6 separate regions of the Mus musculus genome follow, and all the other regions are linked to region 4. A link is a contact called in public Hi-C, HiCAR-type, HiChIP or PLAC-seq and promoter capture Hi-C data. All regions are on one chromosome and are shown on one strand. Each heading gives the region's core, a stretch centred on a gene start, on an enhancer-like site or on the middle of the called end of the contact. The rest is flanking DNA. Distances are from core to core; before and after follow the strand shown. Region 1 holds the start of Tle5 (TLE family member 5, transcriptional modulator). Region 2 holds the start of Hcfc2 (host cell factor C2). Region 3 holds the start of Nfic (nuclear factor I/C). Region 4 holds the start of AU041133 (expressed sequence AU041133). Region 5 holds the start of Tle6 (transducin-like enhancer of split 6). Region 6 holds the start of Ncln (nicalin).

Region 1 (2,700 bases), core at 198-2,697, 570 kb after region 4:
CCCCCCAAAGCTGCCCAGGCCCCAGCCAAAGCCACAGAGAAATCATGGCCTGGGAGTTAGGGAGAGCTGGAAGCTGGGGGGCTGGGGAGCGAGGGGGGTGGGATATGTACAGGGCCGGCATCTGAGGGCACTGGGTCAGGAGTTAGGGTGTAAGATCTCGGATCTGGGGAGCAAGGCTAGGGGCAGGGTGTGGGGAGCAAGGCCACTGGGAGCTGGTGTGGGAGACGACAGATGGGCTTGGACATGAGAGGGACGGAGCCTAGTGCTGGGGGGGCGGGGGGTGGGAAGACTGCGGGGTATCCGGCTCCGGACAAGGGAGCACTGGACATTATACGGGCACAGGGTCTCCCCAACCCTAGTGCTGAGGGTGCAGGATGGGGGCTGGGAGGAGGAAGGCCGCTGGGGTGCGGGGCCTGCAGCTGGAGGAGGGACGCGGAGCCAGGCTGGGGGTGGCGCTGGGCCCGGATGGTGACGCCAGGCCCGACAGGGCTGGAGAGAGAGACAGGGGGTGCGGGAACTGTATTGGGGGGTAGAGGGCACCAGACTTGGGGCCAGGGCAGATCTGAGGTGGAAAGAAGTGCAGGGCCGAGGTGATGGTGGGTGCAGGGCCTTGGACTTGGTGGCAGGCCAGTCTGAAGCTCTTAGAGAGCTGGGCCTGGGGGGGGGGGGGTGCACCGAGGTGGGGATGCAAGATCTAGGGCTGGAGGACATGCGCGTCTGGGGTGAGGGGATGATGGGCTTGTGACTGGGGTGCTGCAGCTCTGGGCCTGAGCCCCAGGTCAGGAAGACAGGCCGAATGCGGCTGCAGTGGGGTGCGGGCTGATCCGGAGCCCGGGGGTGGGGGGTGGGGGTGGAAGAAGACCTTGGAGTCGGGTTGGGCGAGGTGTGGGGGAGGCGGTGAGGGGACTCAGGGCAGGGATCAAAGTTCAGGGATCCGGGCTGAAGGATGCAGTGCTGGACTGGTGGGGTGCGTAGGGTCTGGGTTGTGGGGTGCAAGGACCTTGGGGAAGAGCCCAGGGCTGGGGGGACAGAACAGGCCTGTGGGAGCTGGGGAAGCGTAGGGAGCCCCTGGGACAGGCCCTGGGCGGGGAGAGAGACGGGATCCGACCTAGAAGGGGTGCAGTGAGATGAGCTGGGGTGCAGGGTGAGCGCCGGAGGTGCAGTGAGCTGAGCTGGGGGTGCAGGGAGAGCTCTGGGGTGCAGTGCGCGGGGTTCCCCTTACCGAGTGCCGGCTTTGCGGAAACATCATGTCAGTCGCGGGGGGCGCGGGCTGCGCCCCGGCTCGGGCGGCTCGGGGGGCGCCGGGCGGCCGCGCTTTGTCCCCGATCGACAGCTCCGGGGCCCCGCGTCCCGCCTCCTGCGCCGCCCGCCGCCCGCCCGCGCCGCCCGCGCTATTGTGTAATGGCGACGCGGTGCCGCCCGGGCTCCCGCTCCACCTGCCGCGCCCGGCACTGCGCAGGCCCGGACGCCCCACCCGTGACCTTGGCCCCGCGCGCCCCGCCCCCGCCACGGCCCGGAACCCCAGCTGGAGGCCTGCCTCAGTGCCCCCCGCCCCCAGTCCCAAGGCCACAGACTCGCAGCCTGGACACCCAGGCTTCACGGTGGATTTATGGAGTGCCTACAGTGTGCTATGTCCTCTTTGGAGTCGGGAGGGTTGGCACGGCTGGGGGCCACACTGGGCAGTAGAGTGACACCTGTCCCACAGAGGTAGGATGGGGGCCCAGTCCTGTAATCTAATGACTGGGGTGCAGAGGCAAGAGGATCAAGAGTTCTCGGCCAGCCTGGGTTACCAGAGAGCCTGTCTTAAAACAACAAAAAGTAAGACATGGTTTGTTCTGGGGTACAAGACCTATTACCAGTGCTGGGTAGGTTGAGGTAGGTGGAAGCCAGCCTGATCTACACAGTGAATACAGCCTGGGCTATAGGAGCCCTTATCTCAAAACATGAAAAAGTTAAATCGGGCCACAGGAGGTGGTGGTGGCCGACACCTTTAATCCAAGCACTCAGGGCAGAGGCAGGTGGATCTCTGATTTGAGACCAGCCTGGTCTACATAGAGACTTCTGGGACAACCAGGGCTACAAAGAGAGACCTGTCTCATAAATAAAAGGTAAGAGTTCCCCAGGTCCTAGTGTGATCCCAACACTTGGGAAGCTGAGGCAGGAGGATTATCGAAAATTCAGCATCAACCTGTGACCCAGCTTACTGAGGTGAGACCTGTCCAAAAACAAAACAAAACAAAACAAAAACAAATGATTAAAACAAATATGCTGGTGTGGTAACACAAGCCTTTAATCTAAGCCCTTGGGAGGCAGAGGCAGGCAGATCTCTGTAAATTCAAGCCCACCTTGTGAGTTCCAGGGCAGCCAGGGCTCCATGAGCCCTGTCTTAAAAAATAATAAAAAATAAATAGGAGCCGGGCGTGGTGGCACACGCCTTTAATCCCAGCACTCGGGAGGCAGAGGCAGGTGGATCTCTGAGTTCGAGGCCAGCCTGGTCTACAAAGTGAGTTCCAGGACAGCCAGGGCTATACAGAGAAACCCTGTCTCGAAAAACTAAAAAAAATAATAATAATAATAATAATAATAAAATAAATAAAATAGTTCTTTGGGCCAATACTATTTACCCCAACACTTCAGAGCAAGCTGAGGCAGGAGGATTCCTACAATTTCAGGCTAGCTTGAGCTGTATAACAAGACCCT
Region 2 (2,700 bases), core at 117-2,616, 570 kb before region 4:
GGCCGAGGGGCTCATTGATCTCTGTGAGTTCGAGGCCCGTCTGGACTACAGAGCTAGTCTTAGGACAGCCAGGGCTACACAGAGAAACCTGTATTGAAAAAGGAAAAGAAAACCTGTTCTGCATCATTGTACTCTTAAAAAAAAATCCTGGTGTCACCCCCCATTAAAGAAGTGGAAAACCTGTGATTTAGAAAGACGTGGTAACTTTAATGCTGATTTAGAACAATTGCCAAAGCAAGATTCAAAACAGACCCAATTTCTTCTAAGCCCAGGGTATTTACACTATACCAAATCAAACATCTTCAAAACTTTTTCTGTTGGAGTACTGAGGAGAGTCAAAACTAACAAAATTTCTCCTACCGTTTTTAGCTTTTAGAGGACTACTGTGATCAAGTTGTTTCATCAAAGTTGTAGGTTGTGAACTAAAACGACACCAAATTCAGTATCTAGCCTTAACTAGTTTCCTATGATTGCTAGACTACTTGTAAGTGGAGAAAATATACTTTCAACCAGCACGGAGGTCAAGACCTGCCCCCTTAACAAGTGACACTTCGAGCTGTGCAGCGGTGCCTTAGCTATGACAGCCCCTTGGCGAGGACCAGCCCGGAAGGGCAGAGCACATACACTACAGACATCGGCTAATCAGAGACCAGTCCGCGTTCACCCACAACTCTCTCCGCCGCGAGTTTAGAGAACTGTCTTGCGGGCTTCCGCCCGGTACTAACTGTACCTACGCTGAAGAGGCAGCCAGGAGAACCTCCCCGCCCCTCAACTCTCTAGGTTCTAAGAAGGGGGCTGGGGGAAGGCAAAGACCACCGAGGCCCGCCTTGGGGTGGGTTTTGTTCTTGACACTGGCGGGATCTCCACCCCTTAAGTGACCGGCCCTAGGGTGGAGGCCCAGCCGTGGAACCCGCCGTCTCGGGTCCACGGGGAGGGATGGGCCGGGGTGTCTCGATGTCTACCGGTGGAGTCACGTCCAGCCCGCGGAACCGCGAGCACCGAGCCGCCTTCCAACACGTTGCGAGCTCGGGCTGCCGACCCAGCCGATCTTCCCCCGCCGCCTGCCCGGCTGGGGTAGCGGCGACCCGGCGGTGACAGCTGTCAGGCCCGCGTCCGCCGCTCCTCCCCTCCCCCTCCGCGGTCCCGAGGCGGGGTCGCCGAGCCGCCGCCTACCGGTATTGTAGACGTGCAGCTCGTCCGCGATGCCCTCGTTGCCCCCGCCGAAGATGATCATCAGCTCCCGGATGGCCACGGCTCGGTGTCCGTGCCGGGCGCGAGGCACCGGTCCGGTAAAGGAGGAAACCCGCCTCCAGTTGAGGAGGCTGGGAGCCGCCATCTTCCCAACCCCCGCCCCTCGGCCCACAATGCCCCGCGCGCCACGGGCTCCACGGCTCGTGGGGAGGACGAGCGCCGCCTCCAGCTGTGCGCGGGAGGCCCGGCACGTGACCCGCGGGCCCCGCCCCCCCAGCCCGTGGCGACGTGGCCCTCGGGGCTCCGCCAAGATGGAGCCCCTCCCGCCAACCCTGCCAACCCTCCTCTCTGTGGCTTTCAGTGGGGTGTTCGGGGAGGAGGTTACAGCTTTGTCCTTTAGGTCCACTTGGAGCATCTTCTGTGTAGGAGCGTCACGCCCTGGAAACTGTTATCACAGGCACTGGAGAAGAGCTGCCTGCCGTGTAGGTCCCAAGTGATGAGAGCACAGGGAGCGCCTAAGGCAAATCTGTCATCTCAAAGGAGGGTCTCCCAGACTGCAGGACAAGGACAGTGGACACGGTGGCTAAGTGCAGGGCCTGAGCACGGCTCAGATTTGGAGGTGACAAGCCTACACAGCAAAAGATAACCCCAAAGGTGATTTTCGGTTCATTTAGGTGTATTAGTTGTCTTGTTGCTGTGAAAAAATCCCCTGACAAAAACCTTTGAAGGACAGAAGGGTTTGTTTCCCCTCACTGAGAAGCCCATCATAATGAAGAGGCTTGGCTGGAAGTGGCTGGTGGAATTTCATCTGCAGAGAGCCACGGATGCTGGAACCGGGCTGCCTTATTATTTAGTCCAGGATGGCATCCCAGTTTATTTCTACCTTAATTTATTTCAACCTTACATCTATTCCCACCTTAATTAATCTGATCTAGATAACCTCATAGGCCTGCCCACGGGCTTGTCTCCTAAGTAAGTTTAGATAGTATCAAATCAGCAATATCGACCATCACAGCAGGTCATTATTTTCATGCGGAGGCTTCTTTTTATAGTGTTGTTAATATTCTTAGACAAAAAGACTAAGGGGGAAACCCTTAAAAGTTGCAAACTCAGTGTTAATTTGGAAAGAGTCTATTTTGTAGGCCTGCTATATCAAAGTGCCACAAGCCTTGTGCCTTGAAAGAGTTGAATGGCACTCAGGAGTAAGAGTTTGAGGCCAGCCTGGCCTACATGGTGAATAAACAGCCAGGGCTAAATGGAGAGACCCTGTATCAAAAAAACAAAAACAAAAACAAAAACAAAAACAAAACTGGGTTTGATTTCCAGCACCTACATAGCTGCTTACAATGGTCTGGAACCCTCTGTTCTGGGGGATCTACACCCTCTTCTGGCCACCACAGGTACCAGGTGGGTCTGTAGTTCATAGACATACCTGCTGGCAACGCACCTGTACTCATCAAAGAAAATCTTAAAAAAGAATAAACACATTAGAATTGTCTCACAGTTGGA
Region 3 (2,700 bases), core at 141-2,640, 700 kb after region 4:
CTCCACAACCCAGAACATTAGACACCCACGGGGAAACTGAGGTTCAGGGAGAATGATGTTTATTGGCTGGGACAGAGCCACACATGCACACTATGCATGCATTGAACCTGCTGTGTGCTGTCCCTAATATAGGGAGGTGATCAGTATGGGCTCATGTAGCCCAGGCTGGCCTTTGGCTTCTGACACTCCTGCCTCTTCATCCCTGCTGGGATGACAGGTGTGGGCCCTGGTGTCCTGGACATCCCAAGGGCGCGCATCCAATCTGACAGGTGGTTTGGTCAGTATCCGTGGGTACTCCTAATAGTGTCACTCACAGGCATCTCCTGGGGTATGGACCAGGTGGCCGGTGTGCCAGGCAGGCACCTGGGACCCGACACCCCAACCAGTGGTTTCCTTCTCTGGGCCTTGGCTTCACTGGAATTACAGTGATAACGGATTAAAGCATCTTACTGCTCTGTAGCACACTCTCCCCCCAGCCCTCACATCCCATGTCCTTGGGTCCCTGGGAGAGAAATAATTGAAAAAGGCCTAGACTTGTGAGTGGACACTGGTGGCCGGGGTGGGGGTGTGCAGGCTTCTTCAGACGCTGCCTTCAGAAAGGTGATCTCCAGCTGGGCAAGGCCCAGCATACCTGTCTTCCCAGGAGGCTGAAGTAGGAGGATCCAGAGTTCAAGGTCATCTTTAGCTACATAGTGAGTTCAAGGCCAACCTGGGCAACATGAGACTCTGGCTCAAAAATAGTAATAATTAAAAGAAAGGAAGGAAGGGAAGAAAAGAGAAGAAAAATGAAGTTAGTTGGAGTGAGATTTCCCTGTGCCTCAGATTCCCCAAATATGAAATGGGCAGCCTGGACACTGATCTAAACTTGGGGACCTGGTTGGCCTGGATCACCCCACTCTGCTCTTTATCACACAGTAGTGTCAGAGCCTGGCCTGGCCTTGAGTCCTGCACCGCACCCTTCCCAGGGACCCCATACCTGCTGCTAGACCACTTATTGGCTTTTTAAGGGAAAGCCTCCCACACTGGTCCCCCTCTACCCTACTGGCAGTGGCCACTTTGAGGGCACAGGTGAGGGGACAGATGGAGTTTGGGGTACAGTTGGGGGCAGAGGCAGGCTGCTGCAGGGACTCAGGTGGGATGTGGGGGGCAGCTAAGGGCTCAGCCCCATCTCGTGGACCTGATCGCTGTGTCCTCCTCTACAAATGGATAGCTCTAGAGGGAGGGGACTAGGGGGTCCGCGTGTAGAGACATAGTTTGTTTGTTTGTTTGCTTGCTTGTTTGCTGTCGGCGATTTCTTTGAAAGTTGGATGCGGGCGGCAGGGAGGGAGCGGGGGCGGGCGAGAGGCGGCGCGGGGCGGGGAGGACGGCGGAGGGAGGAGCGGGAGGGCGGCTGCAAAAATGACTCAGTAAGTTCGGCGGCCGCTCGGCCTCTGCGCCTCCGGTGCCAGCGCCCCGGGATGTATTCCTCCCCGCTCTGCCTGACCCAGGTACGCACCCCGCTCCCGGCCTGGCCCCGGCCCGCACCCCGGCTCCACCTGGAACCGCATTCTTGCAGTCTGGAACCTCCCCTCCGCAGCGGGGGTGGGAAAAAAAAAGCGCGCGCGTCCTCTCTACCCACCCTCTTCCAGGCCAGGGTGTTCCTGGCATGGACCTGGGGTGCGGGCAACTCTTGAGATTGGGGATTCCATCCTCGTTAAGCTTGATTGCACACTTGGAACCCCATTTTCTGGGCCCCCACTTTGATCTAAATCGGCTGTTTTTGGAACTCTCTCTCGTCTTGGCTGGATGGGGGGGGGGGCTGGCGTCCTCCCCACAGCCCTCACCCTTTGCACCCAGGAAGTCTGGGTCCCCTCCAGATGGAGAAGAGAGTAGGTGTCCGCAGGAAGCACCCCACCCGCACGTAGAACGCTCCCCACCCGCCCGTAGGACTGATCTTGGGGTTCCCTGCTGCACTGTAGGTCTCCCTAGCTGTGCGGTAAAGGGACCCCTAGACTATTTGTTCGCGAGTTCTTGGTTTCCCAGGTGGCCGCCCCCCCCTCCAGCTGGCAGTGTCCCCCTCCATTTCAGGCCCACGTGTGCGCGCGAAGGGGGAGGGGCGCGCGAAGTTGGCGCGCGGGGGGAGGGGCAGTCTTGCGGGTGTCCATCGCGGGTCCCCCCCCTTCCCTGGCTCAGCTCCCCCCCAGCTCCGCATTGATTCTTGAATTATTGAGCCGAGCAGGCGCTGCCAGGCGGCTGGCGGGAGGAGCAGAGGCCAGGGCTGGAGGAGGAGGAGGAGGAGGAGGAGGAGGAGGAGGAGGAGGAGGAGGAGGAGGAGGAGGAGGAGGCCGCGGCGGCGGCAGGGGACTGGCGGACACTGCGTACTAGGTGGCCAATCCAGCACCTGCCCTGCTGTGCCCCTCTGGCTGGGTTCCAGCATCTGAGGGAGAGTGGGGAGGGGTGCATCCATCCCTCCAGGGGACCCCCCTTCAAGGAGCCCCCCAGCTGTGTCTGCCCCCTGGAATCATAAGCCTGTCTTTTCCAACTCCACAGCCTCTTGTGATTTTTTTTTTTTTTTTTTTGCTGTGTCTGCCTCAGTTTCCCCTGAAAGAGAGTGAGACATAGTGGTCTCCAGACTGTGTTGGTTCTGGGAATTGCAGTTGTCTGATGTCCTGAGGAGAACTTTGTGAGGGCCATGGTTGTTTTTGCCAGGGAAGACCCAGG
Region 4 (2,700 bases), core at 110-2,609:
TTGCGTGGCCTTCTTGGAAGAAGTGTGTGTCACTGGGGCTGGGCTTTGGAGTTTCAAATGCTTGGGCTAGGCTCACAGTCTCTCCTCCTTCCTGCTGATCTGGATTTAGAACTCTCAGCTACTTCTCCAGCACCATGTCTGACAATGTCCCACCATACTCCCCACCATGACCAAACCTCTAAAACTATAAGCAAGCCCTAATTAAATGGTTTCCGTCAATAAGAGATGCTGTGGTCATGGCATCCCTTCACAGAAACAGAACTTTGACTAAGGCACTGCTCCGATCTAATGGCTTCCTAGGACTGCTTTCTTATGCATCCCAAGACCACCTGCCCACGGCAGCACCAAACACAGTGGGATGGGAACTATTGCATCAATCATTAATCAGAAGAATACCTATCCATTGCTTGTTCCAAGCTCACCAAATTTGACCAGTATACCTACTGAGTCTTCTCCTAACACCCAAAGACAGATTCTAAAGCAAACCTAAATTCTCTTAACCCTCAGATTTCATCTTGTGCATAGGCATACACACATGTAAATTTCTGAAAATCTGTCAAGTTTAAGACTGGCGAGATGGCTCAGCACTTAAAACCACTTATAAAAAAGCCGATGACAAAAGGTCATCATGAATGAAAACATGAGCACACAAGACTGAATAAACAGCACAGTGACACCGTCTGACTTCTAAATTACCCTACACCTGCAATAAAGACTGTGCTGTTTGAGACAAACAGAACATGAGAGAACAAGCACACTTAGGGCAAAAACACAATTAATATTCGGTCGATTTTGACAACTTATGCAGGGAAACACAGTGAGTCTGGCCTTACTAACACACGTGATTGGTCCACCGTGGCATCTACATGCGAATGTGTTAATGACACAGACTTTACACTGCGCAGAGTTAACTGAGATGGATGCTACACCCGAATGTCAAGTGCCAGGTTCAGAACTTCTGGAAGACTAGGGAAACTAGAGGTCTGCCAGCCAGCCACTGCCTCCCTTGACAATGACAGCGCGCATGCGCGAGCTCTGCAGCCAGCCCAGAATGGTTTATAAGCCCAGCTCCCGCTTCCCATGCGGTGCGCAGGCGCAGCCAGGAGACCTAAGTCAATGAGAGGTCCCGCTTCCACCTGCGGGACCACAACTCGGGAACAAACGGAATGACACCGACGCCGCGTCTCGCCGCCAGTTCCCGCACCCCGAGTCAACCCCACACGGGCTCCCGCGGATCTGCTCCTCCCCGCGTGGGGACGGCGGCCCCGCTCACCATGGCGCGGATTCGGACCTCGCCCCACTCTCCTCACAGCTGCGGGAAGCAGGGTCACTGCGCCCAACATGGATGGAGGAGTCTTCCTCTGCCACACACCGGAAGTGCCCGCCTCCATTCCGATTGGTGTTCCGCCTCGAGGCCCTGATTAGCTGGTGAGGCCTGAGTGACAGGAGCAGATCCCTTAGCGACTGAGGCTGTGAAGGGACGCAGCACAGTCATTCTCAGCCCTATCCTCCACCCCAGGCACAGAACAGATTGGCCTTACACCTGGACTGCAAAGTCGTCCCTGCACCTAGTGGGAACTTCTCCTTCATATAGGTCTCTAGCATATGCAGATCATTAAACAAGGTGTAGTGGATTGATCCCCCTGCCTCACAACTGAAAGAAAGCCCATTTCCATTCAGGTCAGATTTAAACTACCGGATGGATATTTACCAGGTATCAGCAATTTCAACAAGGCACACCATGGATTGCAAACACCTCTCTCAACTGCACGTCGTTGAACAAACATAACAGTGCCCCAGCCTTCTGCGGTGGCACTGCCTTATCATGCAACCTTGTGATGTAGAGGCAGGGCATCAGTAGTTTAAAACAGCCTGGTCTATGGCACAATACACCACCAATTCTGGTCCAGGGAGGTATCAGTATAAGATGATGATGGCTCATGCCAAACAAGTTTATTAAGAAGTGCATGTATGATACACTGTTTGCAGAGGGAGAATCAGTCAGCAGAAACCAATTCAGCAATGCTGACAAGAAAAATACAGGATGCCTCAGATTGAGCACAGGTGGCCTTGGAGCTTATAACCACGGCCCCTCAGGCCAAAGAGCCAGGTTCCCTTGACTCCTTCAAGACCTCCTGAAGCACCAAAACAGACCTTGCCAAGTTGACCTTTGGCAAGAACATAAAACTAGCACCTCTAAGAAAGTCTTGGATGGCAGGAGACGGGTGTTAAATCATTCTTAAAGTTGTTTTCTATGTGGGCATATTAGAAGTAAGTTCAGGGTGGCCAAGGAAGAGACCAGCATTGCCATTTTAGTGTCTGGAAAAAGAAAACGTTACTCTTCATCTAGAAGCTATGTTCCTGCCCTAAGCAGAGGCTTTGTTGGTTTTTATTCTAAAGAGGTGGTGGCTGTATCATTTCCCCTTTGGCTTGAGTCTCACCTCAGTCTTATTCATTTGGATAGTCTAGAAAGAATTGCTGCAACGGATATGGAGAAGTAAGAGAAAAGACGTGCTGCTCCAGAGACAAGTGGATCTTTGAGGAAACTAAGGTTTTACCGGGATAGGGAAATTAAAAATATTTGAATTTCTTAATCCAAAAACAAGATTAATAGTACTTGATGGAAAATACTCATATTTGATTTGTTAAACATATATCCTTTTGTCTCTTCTATAAATGCTGTTCCTTTTAAACTCATTT
Region 5 (2,700 bases), core at 29-2,528, 530 kb after region 4:
GAATTGAGCCTGGATCCTCTAGAAGATCAGCCAGTGCTCTTAACTGCTGAGCCATCTCTCCAGTCCCTTAAATACTTTTCAATGAAGGAAAAGTTGCTGTGACAGAGGCCTAATTGAGTTGCAATCACTTGTTCATGTGTGGTATGTGGGTGCAAGAGGACACTTCTTGGGAATTAGAACACATTCTCACCTTCTACTGTGTGGGTCGCAGGGATCAAACTCAAGCTGAGCAGCAATGGGCTTTACCCACTAAGCCCTCTCACAGCCCTTTCTGTTTTACACCTGCTTGTACTATGGAAACCAGGCTGGCCCCAAACTCACCGTCACTGCCCCTGCCTCCGAGTCCAAAGTGGTGACTGTGGTTTAATTTCACATCCCCCATCTGTGGCTGGAGTGGACGTAGGAGTGAGGCTAGGGAGGTCCAGAGAGTCCACTCTAACCCAGGCCATCCTCAGCTTACTCCAGGATCCTCCATCCAGGGCCAGGGATGGGGGCTGAGCCTTGCAGGGAGCTCAGGGTTCTGCTTCACTTCCTGTCCTTGAATATGGGGGTCTGGGCTTGTGTGGCTTTGTGCCCGATGTCTTTCCTTTCTCTCTCATTTGAGACAGTCTCCTGTACTCCAAGCTAACCTGGAATTTGCTATCTAACTCAGGACGACCTCGAACTCCTAACCCTCCTACTTTTACCTCCCCAGTGCTGGGATAATGAAGGTGTCTTCAAGTGGTGCTGGGGGTAGGGCCCAGGGCACATGCGGGCCAGCCAGGATGAATCCTGATTCTCCTGTTTCAGTAAGATTTAAAAGAAAAGTGTGTGTGGGGTGTGTGTGTGTGTGTACGTGCAAGAGTGAGTTGTGAGTTCGTGGTCCACCCTGTGGATCCCAGGGATCGAGTTCGGATCAAACGTCTAGGCCGCAATCACCTTCACCTGCTGATCCGTCTCGAATGCCCCAAATAATCAGACTTTTCACCAAACACTCTGAAATTCTCCCAGCTCCCGAATCGCCACACCTGGAACGCGAGGGTTAAGCCGAAGCAGGAACTCCGTGATTGACAGCACGGCCACAAACTGAGCAATGAGCATTCTGGCTCGCAGCCCACGTGGGCTCGCCGCCTTCTGATTGGTCAGGGCCTGCAGGGGCGGTTCGCTGAGTCCGGGGCCCACGTGCACCGTGGCCTGGGCCCTGATACACGCTTCCCTCGGTGGGTGCAGGGGGCGTGGTGTGTGGGTGTGGCCTAGTAGGGCGTGGCCTAGGCTGGAGGGGCGGGGTGAGAGGGGTCAAATGGCCCGGGGCCCAGCAGGAGGGGCTTCCTCCTGGCCTGACCCTGGCTGACCTCAGAGGCTTCCTCTGGGATCCCTGGGGCCTCCCTAACCTCAGAGGTGGTGCGTGAGGGCAGCCCGCTTCCTGCGGGCGGGTCGGGAGAAGAGGGAGCCCGAGGGAGGGGTGTGGACCCTCACAAAACCGACTTCAGCGGGGAGTTTACCTAGGTTGAGTGATTTGGGAGTGAACCAAGTGTCGTTTCTCTTGTCTCCTTTATTCTTTTTTGAAAAATGTTTTAAGTGTGTGCCTGAGCGTATATATTTGCACCACATGCAGGCTTAACTAGTACGCCTGGAAAACTTTTTTTGTTTTGGTTTGTTTTGGTTTTTTGGCTTATTGGTTCCTGGCTGTCCTGGAACTCACTTTGTAGACCAGGCTGGCCTCGAACTCAGAAATCTGCCTGCTTCTGCCTCCTAAATGCTGGGATTAAAGGCGTGTGCCCGGCCTGCCTGGCAAACGGTCCACGACTAGCCACATTTCTGGCTGATCCCGCTAGGGAGTTGGAGGTGCCTGGTTCTCTATTCTTGGTATCTGAAGAGATACTAATGAGGCCCTTAGCTGGGGGTGTGTGTCTGAAACCTTAGTAGTAGTAGTAAAGCCGGGTCTTGGGGAAAGGGAGCGCAGAAGACATGGGGATGGGGAAGGGGCTTCCTCCCCAGCTGGGTCCAGATGATGAAGAGGCTACGGGGATGGGGGTGGGAGTCGGCTTTTCTGCCTTCTAAAAACCTATACCTGTTCTTATAGGACTTAATCAGATTTGTGACCTCAAGAATCTTCTAGATGACTTCCCACAGACAGAGCAGTGACACCTTTGGTGGAATTTTGGTGAGAGAGAAATGGTGGTGAGGGGCACAGTTAGCTTCCTCTCTTCCTACTGTGTTTGGGGTTTTGGAGACTAGTTCTCTCTGCCCCCCCCACCCCCACCCCGCACCGGGAGCTCATGCAATCCTGCCTACCTAGCTAAGATGAAAGGCCTGCACCCCAGCCTGAGCCCCTCAGTGCCTGCACCTGTGACCCCTGACAGCGCAGGTGAAAACCCCCATAGACCAGACCGGGCCCACATTTTCCCAATGTCAATCAAGTGGTGATTATTAACACTAGGTGTTCACCTGGTGTGGTCAGGGCTGAGCCTCTCCTAGCAAGTGGCTCTTTAGTTCCATGTGTTAACACTATATTGGGATTAAAGATCGTTGCCCAGCTTTAATCCACACTTGGGAGGCTGAGGCAGGTGGATCTTTTAGTTCAAGGACAGCCAGCTCTAGGTAATTCCAGAACAATCGGCTACATAGACCCTTTGGGGGAGGAGTTATATCTCCTCCCTCCTCCTTTCCCCTTCTTTTCCTTCCTTGTTTCTCTAAAAGTTAAGGTAATATCAGAAGTCT
Region 6 (2,700 bases), core at 170-2,669, 630 kb after region 4:
CTGCATAAAATTCATTAAAATGAACGAAACCTCCACATTCCGTTTCTCAGTGTATTGTAACCGAGGCGCGCTGGCAGTGACTCTAGGATGGTAGGGATTGTCACAGTTATAGATGGCAGAAGTTCACGCTGTTGGACACACATCATCTGTTTTCTTTTCTACACTTTCAGTTCTGATTGTCTGTGGCCTCGGTATACAGTTGGCAGTTATCACTCACCCGGGGGAAAGGACCACAAGTTTGAGTCTTAGAATCTGTTTTCTTACCTAAGGCAAATGGTCTTCAGAGAAGGCACCATCCCCAAGTTCTCCACAGGCTTCGAAAGCCAGCACTCACCAGTCGCGAATCTTACTCAAAGTCAGTTCATGCCAGTTTGCATATCAAATTCCCACCTGTGGCTGCCAGTGGGTGGGTGGCAGTGTCTGGTCTTTTATTTCTTATTTATTGTATTTCTAGAGGTGTGAGTGACATATAATTTTAATTCACATCTTAACTTACCCCAAGACACAGGGACTAGTCAAATCCATTGAAGTTGCAATAGGGCAAACCAAAAATGTTAGGTTAAATATGTCCCAAGTATGAACAGGGATACTAAAGACCTCCCATCGTCACACTAGTCTCATTTTAGCTATCTTGATCTCCCCACTGCCATTAAAGTCCGCGCCAATTCTTGCCTTCCTACCTTACCACCTGCCCCGAATATTATTTTTTTAACCAGCTTTTCACTCATTCACTTAAATCCTGTAGAACACCTGTAGTCAGAGTGTCTTGTGATCAGAGAGCTAGCACCTTCAAGACAAAGGCCTCACCTCTCTCTCTTTCTCTTTTATTTTATTTTATTTTATTTTCTCGCATTCTAATCCCCTCTCCTTTCAAAGACTAAAAGAACGACTCTAGTTCCCATATTCCTTTGTGCTTGCCCGATAGGACTACAATTCCCAGAGAAACAAGGCACCAGGCGGGCACTTTCTCTTTCCTTTCCTACATCTTTCCGGGTCGAACGGTCACGTCCTGCACTTTAGGTTTTGGATTGTCCTTTCATTAACGACTCCAAACATGGGGCTTAAACAAGATTTACTGGGAATGGTTTTTAATAGCTTTGTAAGTCATCTGTGTTTTGCGGCTTGGATGAGTTCAGTAGCAGTAGATTGTCCACCATAGCTTCTAGGAGCGGCACAGTGGGACTACAACTTCCAGGGGGCTCCGCGCATAAGGACTGTCACAGCTTCCGAGAGGCCCTAGTGCGAGTCTAAGTGTGCCTACAACTCCCAGGGTTCCACAGCGCGCGGAGCCGTTTAAAACGAGGCTCGCTCACAAGAAAGACTACATTTCCCAGAAGGCGGCGCGGCAGACAGGGCCGTCCGCAGTGCTGCCCGAAGGACCCTAGGGCAGGCGCGGGCTGTTCGTGGCTCTCCCCGAAGGACCTCAGCAGCCGCCCATGCCGAGCTGAGTCCGCCGAGCCTCGGCCGCTTCCCGTCGCCCTCCGTCGCTGCCGCCTTTGCGGCCTGCCGCCCGCCGGGATGTTGGAGGAAGCGGGCGAGGTGCTCGAGAACGTGCTGAAGGCGTCGTGCCTGCCACTCGGCTTTATCGTCTTCTTGCCCGCCGTGTTGCTGCTCGTGGCGCCGCCGCTGCCCGCCGCCGACGCCGCGCACGAGTTCACCGTGTACCGCATGCAGCAGTACGACCTGCAGGGCCAGCCATACGGTGCGCGACCCCTGACCTCTTCTCTTGACGCCGCCGTCCCCCTTACTGCCACACTAGTCCCCCAGTCACTGCGATCCTCCCACTGTCAGGCAGAGGAACTCCGACTGCTATCCCGGTCTCCCCATTGACTTACTGTTCCTGGCAGCTCTGTTCCCTCAGTTCCCCTGCTGTTTCACTGACTCCTGTCACCCCATCCCATCATCGCCACCCTGATTCCTATCTCTCCTCGATCCCATGTCACCCTGATCCCTCTCTGTCAGCGGTTGCCTCAGACCACTCTCAGGCCGGCGTCAGCCCCCGGGCCTGGTGTCCTGGGGTTTCCTGGGGCCTTGGTTCCCACAGTACCATACTTTCACCCCTTTGCTCTGCTCCCCACTCCTCGCCAGGGTTCCCCAGGATCTCTGTCCCCATGCCTAGGTTTGGGGCCTCTCAGAGCTTCCCGCACCCTGCTCTTTGGTTTGCCTCTCAGCCTTGATACTGTCTTTGCCTGAATGCCAAGGCCGGGCCCCCATTTTTGAGCGGGTGTGGCAGCCTGGTGTGTGCACCCAAGCCTATGTGGCCCCTATACCCAGAATTGCATTAATTTCTCTTTAAAACTGTGTTGCCATGGCAGGGGTCATGTTGCTGCCCCAGCTCGGGGAGCTCTAAGGGGTCGAGGCCAGGTGGCTGCCCAGCACCTTGCAGGACCCAGAACAGTGGCCCCAGAACAGTGCCCTGGCATGTAGAGCACCCTGGGGTGGGGGACCTTACCCTAGGCCAAGGAGTAGGTGGCCAGGTGTCCCAATGTCGTAAGCATTTGCTTGCAGATCCTTGTGGCCTGGTATCTTCGGAAGGGCCACCTGCTAAACTGCCACTGTGGGGTGTCACTGATGGCGGGGGAACCGTGGACACCACTAAGCTGTGAAGCATAGCTTCTGAGCTCCCACAGTTGTTCCAGAGCATTCCGCGATCTGGAGGGCAGTTCCTAGACCATGCATTTCCATGTCTGGGTCTCACAT

The links. Promoter capture Hi-C pulls out the DNA fragments that hold promoters and counts their contacts. Hi-C and Micro-C count contacts between places; a contact is called where the count stands out from the background. HiCAR-type assays count read pairs that join an accessible place to other places. HiChIP or PLAC-seq counts read pairs in DNA pulled down with a chosen protein or histone mark. Capture Hi-C pulls out chosen DNA fragments and counts their contacts.
Region 1: a contact with region 4 is called in a Hi-C map of B cells, with 10 read pairs. The contact joins the promoter of Tle5 here to the promoter of AU041133 in region 4. A contact is called at or near these places in 1 of 15 datasets of contacts at CTCF or cohesin (the NIH/3T3 cell line), 1 of 484 Hi-C or Micro-C datasets (B cells) and 4 of 115 datasets of contacts at active chromatin or transcription factors (embryonic stem cells and large pre-B cells).
Region 2: a promoter capture Hi-C map of pancreatic islet shows a contact between it and region 4. The contact joins the promoter of Hcfc2 here to the promoter of AU041133 in region 4. A contact is called at or near these places in 1 of 39 promoter capture datasets (stem cell-derived epiblast-like cells) and 1 of 9 other capture datasets (pancreatic islet).
Region 3: a FOXA1 HiChIP or PLAC-seq map of pancreatic cancer cells shows a contact between it and region 4. The contact joins the promoter of Nfic here to the promoter of AU041133 in region 4. A contact is called at or near these places in 2 of 115 datasets of contacts at active chromatin or transcription factors (pancreatic cancer cells and pro-B cells).
Region 5: a promoter capture Hi-C map of neural stem cells shows a contact between it and region 4. The contact joins the promoter of Tle6 here to the promoter of AU041133 in region 4. A contact is called at or near these places in 3 of 39 promoter capture datasets (the C10 cell line, the SN4741 cell line and neural stem cells), 1 of 15 datasets of contacts at CTCF or cohesin (the NIH/3T3 cell line), 1 of 484 Hi-C or Micro-C datasets (nephron progenitors), 5 of 115 datasets of contacts at active chromatin or transcription factors (the NIH/3T3 cell line, acute myeloid leukemia, astrocytes and 2 more) and 1 of 9 other capture datasets (liver).
Region 6: a HiCAR-type map of astrocytes shows a contact between it and region 4, with 2.8 times the contacts expected there. The contact joins the promoter of Ncln here to the promoter of AU041133 in region 4. A contact is called at or near these places in 2 of 115 datasets of contacts at active chromatin or transcription factors (astrocytes and large pre-B cells) and 1 of 9 other capture datasets (adipose tissue).

What each region holds. Positions count from the first base shown.
Region 1 is chr10:81,558,191-81,560,890 of GRCm38.p6, reverse strand. It overlaps Tle5 (TLE family member 5, transcriptional modulator), which reads right to left and starts at 1,447. Exons shown (of 7, transcript NM_010347.4): 1 at 1,223-1,447. The coding sequence starts at 1,249.
Region 2 is chr10:82,697,780-82,700,479 of GRCm38.p6, reverse strand. It overlaps Hcfc2 (host cell factor C2), which reads right to left and starts at 1,366. Exons shown (of 14, transcript NM_001368720.1): 1 at 1,174-1,366. The coding sequence starts at 1,336.
Region 3 is chr10:81,425,863-81,428,562 of GRCm38.p6, reverse strand. It overlaps Nfic (nuclear factor I/C), which reads left to right and starts at 1,390. Exons shown (of 10, transcript NM_008688.3): 1 at 1,390-1,487. The coding sequence starts at 1,458.
Region 4 is chr10:82,126,672-82,129,371 of GRCm38.p6, reverse strand. AU041133 (expressed sequence AU041133) reads right to left here and starts at 1,359. Exons shown (of 4, transcript NM_001163064.1): 1 at 1,274-1,359. The coding sequence starts at 1,276.
Region 5 is chr10:81,599,478-81,602,177 of GRCm38.p6, reverse strand. It overlaps Tle6 (transducin-like enhancer of split 6), which reads left to right and starts at 1,278. Exons shown (of 14, transcript NM_053254.2): 1 at 1,278-1,380; 2 at 2,063-2,143. The coding sequence starts at 2,099.
Region 6 is chr10:81,495,082-81,497,781 of GRCm38.p6, reverse strand. Ncln (nicalin) reads left to right here and starts at 1,419. Exons shown (of 14, transcript NM_134009.3): 1 at 1,419-1,702. The coding sequence starts at 1,519. It overlaps S1pr4 (sphingosine-1-phosphate receptor 4), which reads left to right. Exons shown (of 1, transcript NM_010102.2): 1 at 1-37.